Regions from separate parts of the Mus musculus genome. Here region 1 is linked to region 2. The links are chromatin contacts, called in public ChIA-PET maps. All regions are on one chromosome and are shown on one strand. Each heading gives the region's core, a stretch centred on a gene start, on an enhancer-like site or on the middle of the called end of the contact. The rest is flanking DNA. Distances are from core to core; before and after follow the strand shown. Region 1 holds the start of Cd1d1 (CD1d1 antigen). Region 2 has its middle 31 kb from the start of Gm23376.

The links. ChIA-PET counts read pairs in DNA pulled down with a chosen protein or histone mark.
Region 1: a contact with region 2 is called in an RNA polymerase II ChIA-PET map of memory CD8 T cells, with 14 read pairs. The contact joins the promoter of Cd1d1 here to the enhancer-like site in region 2. A contact is called at or near these places in 3 of 39 promoter capture datasets (liver, macrophages and stem cell-derived epiblast-like cells), 1 of 15 datasets of contacts at CTCF or cohesin (the NIH/3T3 cell line), 4 of 115 datasets of contacts at active chromatin or transcription factors (the SCID.adh cell line, effector CD8 T cells, embryonic stem cells and 1 more) and 3 of 9 other capture datasets (adipose tissue, liver and pancreatic islet).

The regions. Positions count from the first base shown.
Region 1 is chr3:86,997,353-87,001,192 of GRCm38.p6, reverse strand. It overlaps Cd1d1 (CD1d1 antigen), which reads left to right and starts at 1,864. Exons shown (of 6, transcript NM_007639.4): 1 at 1,864-2,001; 2 at 2,288-2,560; 3 at 2,843-3,121; 4 at 3,577-3,840. The coding sequence starts at 1,941.
Region 2 is chr3:86,959,405-86,963,376 of GRCm38.p6, reverse strand. No RefSeq gene overlaps it. Among named protein-coding and RNA genes, the nearest start is that of Gm23376, 31 kb to the right of the region's middle. Within about 2 kb of position 2,211, at least 42 of the 459 cell types and tissues checked have an H3K27ac peak or open chromatin away from gene starts, as enhancers often do. A contact at or near this core is called in the SCID.adh cell line, effector CD8 T cells and memory CD8 T cells, where this site is marked.

The DNA of each region.
Region 1 (3,840 bases), core at 615-3,114, 38 kb before region 2:
AAAAGCAACTGGAGAGGGAGGGTTTGTTTAAATTTATGAGGGAGGAGTTGGAGGAAGTAAAGGGATGGAGGGAAATGGTATAAGTTTGTTGTGATAAAAAAAATCATGCTTTTGAACTATAAAAAATAATCATTGTTTTAACCTTTTATTTTTTAACAAAACTTTTCTCAAACTGTTGGGAGCAATATCCAGTAAAATCAGGTCTAGTGGATTAGAGCCACCTCCAGGAGCACAGCCAGGAGGGAGAAGCCTGCCCTCTAGGACTCTTACAACACTGGGGCCCAGGAGAGAAGGTTGGTGAAGGCAGAATGGGAGGAGTCAGGTTAGGCAATGTGATTCTCGCGTTCTGACAAGCCTCCAGCTGGGACAGCGAAGGGGTCAAACTAACATTTCTGTAATGACAAGGCCTATGTGTTAGGAAGAAAGGCCAACAAAGATAGCTGCCGCCCAGTGTGTGGAGATGGGCTGGCTAGCTTTCCAGTCTTTATTCACACTGTCTGGGAAGCTTGAGGAGGCTCTCTGAGAAAATTACATTGGAGTTTGAAGTCTGAGTGGACACTAGGCAGGCGCTTGGAGGTCAGAGGTCCCCAAGGGGTCTATTTGTGCAGAGATCTGAGGAAGAAGCTGTATCTAAGGGACGAAAGCATGTGAGACTTAGAGTAGGGTCCCAAACGATGCTCCAAGGCAAGCCAGAGCATGGGCAGAATGATCCTAGAGGCTATACCGATCAATGATGGGGTTTTTTCCTACCTCGTGGAAGGTATTTCATATAGTTGAAGCAGAAGGTTGCGGTTATGTTAAGGGTAGAGACATAGAGAAGAGGCCTACTTAGGAGACAAGGCAAAAAGACAGAGCAAAGCATACAACGGGGTGACTAAAAAGGAACGAGGAAGATGGTATCAGGATGCTTGCTGCAGGAGTACGATTTACCAAGGATGACTTCTCCTTTCTCACAGTAACTGAAATTTTGAGCAACTGTTTTTGTCACTACTTGTTTTAAGCGTGAGAAGTTGGGAATGGCCCTACAAACTCACAGGCGCGCCCTGTAATCTTACCTCTGTTCTCAAAAACAAGAGGTTCGGTATTTGCGAGTGAGTGGGAAAGACATCTGTCTGCAGGTGTATGGCCCGTGTTTTCGCTGTGCTGAAGCGCTTCGAGGGGGCACATCTCGTCACTTTTGGCTTTTCCTCACATCAGACTGACACAAGTCTTCGATTTTCGCAAATCATGACAGTACAATATACAGAACAAAATAAAAACTAAAAATAAAATATGCCTGTACTCTCCCAAAATGGAGTCGGGGACAGCCAGAGGGCAGGTAAGGCAAGGGAGAAAAGAAACCAGGGTAAGGGGAAAAAGAATCTGACATGGGAAACTGTGGGCATACGAAAGCTATGAAGGAACTTAACCCGCCTAGTCCTATCCTCTCAATGAACCACTAGAAGAATCACATCTATTATTATCATTATCATTATTTTAATGTGATATTTATAGATATCTGGGAGGATCCAAACTTGTAAATGGAGCACCTGCAGACAGCCCCTGCTAGCTAGACCAAAACGTCCCTTCTATTTTTCCCCTTGCATTTTTAATACCATCGGAGTTGTAACCGAAATACAATTTTGTCTTGCTTTCGATATTGAGACGATAGTCTCAACCTCATTCTTTAGTATAACGGAAAGACATTTTTGTTGTTGTTGTTTTGTTTTGTTTTGTTTTGTTTAAAAGTGGTTTGCGTAGCGGTTCTGAGTAAAGCTGCACTCCAACCCTCAACTACCAGGGGGTTTGGCTTTGTCAAAGAGTAATTTACCAATCGTGCCTGCGCGTCCTTCCGGGTTTTGCTGGCTCTGCACCAAAAACCCCAGAGCCTTTGTGTACCAGTCCGGGAGCAGAGTAAAGCGCAGAAGTCGGAGCCGAGGGCTGTGTAGAACTCTGGCGCTATGCGGTACCTACCATGGCTGTTGCTGTGGGCATTCCTACAGGTCTGGGGACAATCTGAAGGTGAGTGAGTAAAAGCGCACACAATCTAGAGAAGGGAGGAAGGGAGGGAGAAAGAGGCTGGCTACAAGCTCTGTGCAGTAGTGGGCGGGTGGAGGTGGGCTTCCCGGCTTGCAACAACAGTGGGAGGAGCAATGTATGGCTGCGGCTCAGGGCTTAGCTCAGTTCAGAACTACACTGAGCCTGCCTTTCCTTCCGCAAGCGCAGCTAAAGCTGAGCTTTTTCCTACTGCAGTCTGTCCTCAGACTGAGCCCACTCGCTAAGTTCTTTCCTTTTCCTTTGTTTCCAGCCCAGCAAAAGAATTACACCTTCCGCTGCCTGCAGATGTCTTCCTTTGCAAACAGAAGCTGGTCCCGCACAGACAGCGTGGTCTGGCTGGGGGATCTGCAGACTCACCGTTGGAGTAATGACTCAGCCACCATCAGCTTCACGAAGCCATGGTCCCAGGGCAAGTTGAGTAACCAGCAGTGGGAGAAGTTGCAGCATATGTTTCAAGTCTATCGAGTCAGCTTTACCAGGGACATACAGGAATTAGTCAAAATGATGTCACCTAAAGAAGACTGTGAGTGGAGGGGTTGGAACCCTGAACCCAGTGGGCAGGAGTGATCCAGACCCCAGCTGGATAACTGTGGGCATCGGGCATAGCTTCTCTTCTCTGTCCACCCTTATGGTTTTACTTCTGTCTAAAAGTAACCCTTGTCCCTTCTAAAAATAGCCCATTTCTGCTCTAGGGCACCATGATCATTTTCCTCAACTGGCACTTAACGATAATCTTCATACCAATTCCTTTCTTCCAAATCCCTTAATCATGAACTCTTTGGTCTCTGCCTACTCCTCCTTACAGATCCCATTGAGATCCAGCTGTCTGCGGGCTGTGAAATGTACCCTGGGAATGCTTCGGAAAGCTTTTTACACGTAGCATTTCAAGGAAAATATGTCGTGAGATTCTGGGGAACGTCCTGGCAGACAGTCCCAGGGGCCCCATCTTGGTTAGACTTGCCCATCAAAGTGCTCAACGCTGATCAAGGGACAAGTGCAACCGTGCAGATGCTCCTGAATGACACCTGCCCCCTATTTGTCCGTGGTCTCCTAGAGGCAGGGAAGTCAGACCTAGAGAAGCAAGGTCAGCTGGCTATTTTCACCCTGGCTCTCCACTTGGATCCATCTAGGTTTTTACATCACTGTCAGCTGTAGAGGAAGGGCAAGGACTAGGAAGAGATGAGTAAGGCCTGTGGGGTTTATTTTCTCACTGACAGCCACTCTTGGGTTCTATAAATTGAGTTAAATAAAACTGGGGATGAAAACTGAGCCATGCCATATTTGAGGCAGGCTGTACCAGCTGAAATTCAGATTGTTCCAGAGTACAGAGGAGGGCTACAGGAGACTCAGATCAGGGAGGGGGGTAGAAGTATCAGGGATGGTCTTCCTAGCCAGAGGGAGACAAATGGATTAAACTAATAGGCAACTTCATCTCCAGAGGTGGACCTGTGGGAAGCATGAACTTGATTGGAGACCTGGAGCCCCTAATATAAAATGTCTTGCTTTAAATTTTTTTTCTTATTCTCTTGATGAGTACAGAGAAGCCAGTGGCCTGGTTGTCCAGTGTCCCCAGCTCTGCACATGGCCATAGGCAGCTGGTGTGTCATGTCTCTGGCTTCTACCCAAAACCTGTGTGGGTGATGTGGATGCGGGGTGACCAGGAGCAACAGGGTACTCACAGAGGTGATTTCCTGCCAAATGCTGATGAGACATGGTATCTTCAAGCAACCCTGGATGTGGAGGCTGGAGAGGAAGCTGGCCTGGCCTGCAGGGTGAAGCACAGCAGCCTAGGAGGACAGGATA
Region 2 (3,972 bases), core at 962-3,461:
GGGGTCTGGGTATATGAATGGCCTTTGGCAGAGCAGGAGTTTCCGCGTCTCTGGGTACCCGGTGTGGCCTCTGGGGTTCTGGATGCCAGCCTTGCCTTGGGTAGAATGGGAGACTTCTGCTGGCGTTGTGGTCCAGGATATGAGGAGGGAGGAGGAGCTGCCAGGGAAGCTGGGAGGGCTCTGCGGAGTGTTGCCGGAAGACAGGTGGGATCAGAACCTCGGGGTTCCGAACACTGGAGTGGCCTTGGGCTATTGCCAGAGTGTGAGCTGGGATATGGAGACAAGGGGGGGTGGGGCAAAAAAAAGAAAGAAAGAAAGAAAAAATTTTCAATTAAAAATAAAGTCCAGGTTCCTTAGACTCCGAAGGGCAGAAAACATCACAGTTAAACGAATGTTGCAGGCCTGGAACAGAAAGCATGGGTTTGCCAGGAGCCTGGAACCATTCTCACCCCGTGTAGAGCACTCCGCAGTTTTTCAGTCAGGCCCATTATGATTCATGTTCATCCTAGCACAAATACAGGTTCATGCCAACACATGCAGAGAGCGTGGCTTGAAAGATTGCTTCTTCAGCCTTTTGCCGGTCCATATGCCAGCCCACGTTTTGTAGGCCTGTGCTATGTGCCCAGAGCTGTTTCCCATTGACAGAATTAGCTTCCCTCCCTTTTGGGTGAACCTGTAACACGAAAGCCTCAGCTTGAAGATAAAACTGATTGTCCTCTTTGAGAAAACAGCTTTCAACAGAAATCACAGTTAAGTGGAAAGGGTTCCCTTGAGGTATAAACTAAAGGTGTGTGTGGGCAAGCCCAGCAATGAAAAATATCACAAATTTAATATTCTATCCTGGGAGGCAGCATCATATCAACTGAATAGCAGCAGTAATTATATTTGACATTATGCCTTTTCTGTCATGATGTGCCACAATGTAAATTAGATTACAGCTTCCTTTTATGTTTTTTATTTTCCTTTCTTTCTTTTTTTTTTTTTTTTTTTTTTTTTCAGTGCTAGGGATCAAATCTAAGGCCACATTCCTGCTAGGCAAGCACTCTACTGAGACTTCCCAAACTCTTTTAATGCACAATCTGTAAATAACTAAGGATGAAGCCTTGTATATTTTTCATTAATTAATACAATTTTGTCCTCAATAATTTCCCCCAAGTTTCCAATGTCATAGGTCCAAGCATAAAAGTATAGAATGGCTGTATAACTCTTGTCCCCACAAAGCTGAGAGGCTACAAAGAAGTCTAAACACACCCTAAAGACCCTCATCATTAGCCCCACGTTTTCTCTCAAGTCTCTATAGACACAGCCAGGACATATAAATATAATAACAAATTGTAAGTCAAGAGAGCTCGTGACTCAGTCACATCACTATCTCTACTGGGAGCTGACTCATCAGCTTAGGTAATAAATAAATAGATAGATAAATAAATAAGAAAGTTTATTGTGCCGGGTGGTGGTGGCCCATGCCTTTAATCCCAGCACTCGGGAGGCAGAGGCAGGCAGATTTCTGAGTTCGAGGCCAGCTGGTCTACAAAGTGAGTTCCAGGACAGCCAGGGCTACAGAGAAACCCTGTCTCAAAAAAAAAGAAAAAAAAAAGAAAAAAAAAAACAAGAAAAAAGAAAAAGGAAATTTTATTCCTTTTATTGTAAATCTGTGGTAGCTATGACAGTTTTTAAATGTCAACTTTTCCCATTTTCCTCACAAAATTTCTCTGTTCTTTCTCCATACCCTTCCTTCCCCAGTTTCCGGCTTTCTATGGGATGAGGATGATGAGGAATCAGAGGCAGGCAGGGTGAGTAGGAAGGGCAAGGCTGAGACTATAACCAGACTTTTGACTACTTTGTGGGTTTCTTTACTTCCACCCTGCCAACCCCCAACACTAGACAGCAGAGGAAGGATGGAGGGGCAAGGGGGAACACTGTCATTAGACTACTTCCTGCTGATGAGGGGCGCCCAGTTCCTTGGGGCAAGTTTGATCTTCTTGTTAAGATATCTAATGTCTTTTTCTTGCCTCTTTGCACACGAATACTTGACAATCCTTAATGAACTGCACCTACCAGCAGGTCAACCAGCCAACAGCTCCCATCTCTCAGTGTCCTAGCATTTATACACCCTCTGAAAAGTTCCCAGAATTCCAAACGTCACACACTTGCAAAAACTATCTAGAGCTGGCGAAACCACGCCCCTGTTAGAGCGTGAAGCAAACCACAGGCGGTTGCCGTGAAGCAGCCCTATAGCTCACACCTGGGATGAAAACGAAACACACTCTCATAATAGTCCTGTGCTTTTAAAGAAACCAAAATTCCCACTACATAAACCTATGCGTGTTAGCGTGTCTGGGTAGGCTTTGAGTAGTCCCAAAATAGGCATAAGGAAGCAAACACAAGTGAAAAAAAATGGTTTTCAAAATGTTCTCAGGGATCCAAGATAAGATAGGAATTCATGTTAAATGGCCTTCTAGATGCTTCATGGGTCTCACCAACACTAGGTCACGTGACAGCCCGATTTCGGGCAGAGCTGTGCTGGGAATGTTCTTATATTTCTTTTCCAAGCACTGTCTAGCAGTAAGAATTAGAAGCAGCTTGCTTAGTCTTTCCATCCTCTGCTCCAGCCGCATCCTAAGTACAGGGGCCGAAGTCAGGACCACACCGCAGGTCTCCTAACTCTCCCTCCCTCTCCCTTCCTCCCTCCCCTTCCTTCCCCCTCCCCTCGCTCTCCCTCTCTCTCCATCTCCCTTTTCCTTCCTCTTTCTCTCTTCCTCTTTCCCCTTCTTTCTCTCCCTCTCTTCCTCTCGAAATCCCCCTTTCTCCTCTTTTCACGTCTATCTTCTAGCTATGAGAGGAAAACTACACACAACATTTTTTGAAGCACACAGTGGCTTTTGATCACACTTCTGGGTTCTTCTGGAAAGGTCTATGACAGATCCAGCTAGAGTTACCCTCAGCCAATTGTTCAGGGATGGTATTCTTTCCACTCCCTCAATTATCTACAAGCTATTTACTGCTTTTGTTACACCTATATTTTATTTGCTTCTCTGTAAAATGAAGATAAAAGTGATTATCCAGCAATAGAAGATATATATACATACATATGCACATATATATGTATATATGTTCTCCAATGACCTCCCCAGAACCTTAATGAGGGAACAGATGATGAAGGAAAGCATGAAGTCTTATCATCCAGTCTCCTCTAAGTGGCTTTTACCCAAGGTCTTCCAAGGCAGTTAAAGGAGAGAGCAATCACAGGCAGAAGGATCCATAAGATAGGCCAAGCTTCAGGAATGGCCCAAAACAGACCCGTGAGCAACTGGACCAGAAGCCCCTAGGGTACAGAACAGGCTACTGTGCAGCTAGGGGGAAAGATTATAGTTAAGAAGCTCAAGACCAAGCCACAAAAAGCCAGGGCACATTGAAGCTCTGTGGTGTAAATGCTGTGGTGGGGGATGGGCTCCTTCCTATTGTACTAGCCTGATAGAAAGACATCTACGCACTGGGCAGACCGCACCATTTAGCCGGTATAGGTCTTGTGACTATGGATGCAATGGAACTGAAGATTCCTGTTTCTGAAAGTGTGTGAAAGGCTCTTCACCCCAGGAAGTGTCAATGCATTGTCTCTTTCTCAGGAAGGAAGGACACACCAGCACTTGGATGCTTCTGTAATCATGACTCCACACGGCAATGCTGATACCTACGGTCTGCGGCTGCATTGCTAATGGCATGGACAGGTGTATTCCCCCTTGCTGCTAGGGTACTATTTCTTTTGGAGATGTGTGTGTATATATAATTTTTAAAAATATATATTAACTTTAAACTGAAACTTTCAAAATCATTAGAAGAATGAAAATGTGATCAGTCTCTTATCTATAATCTCATTGCTAAAATGCAACCTAGTAAATATTCCTGCATAAAGGTCTACAAATATGTTTAATATTGGTGACTATTTAAAACTGCAGATAAACTAAGTCCCCA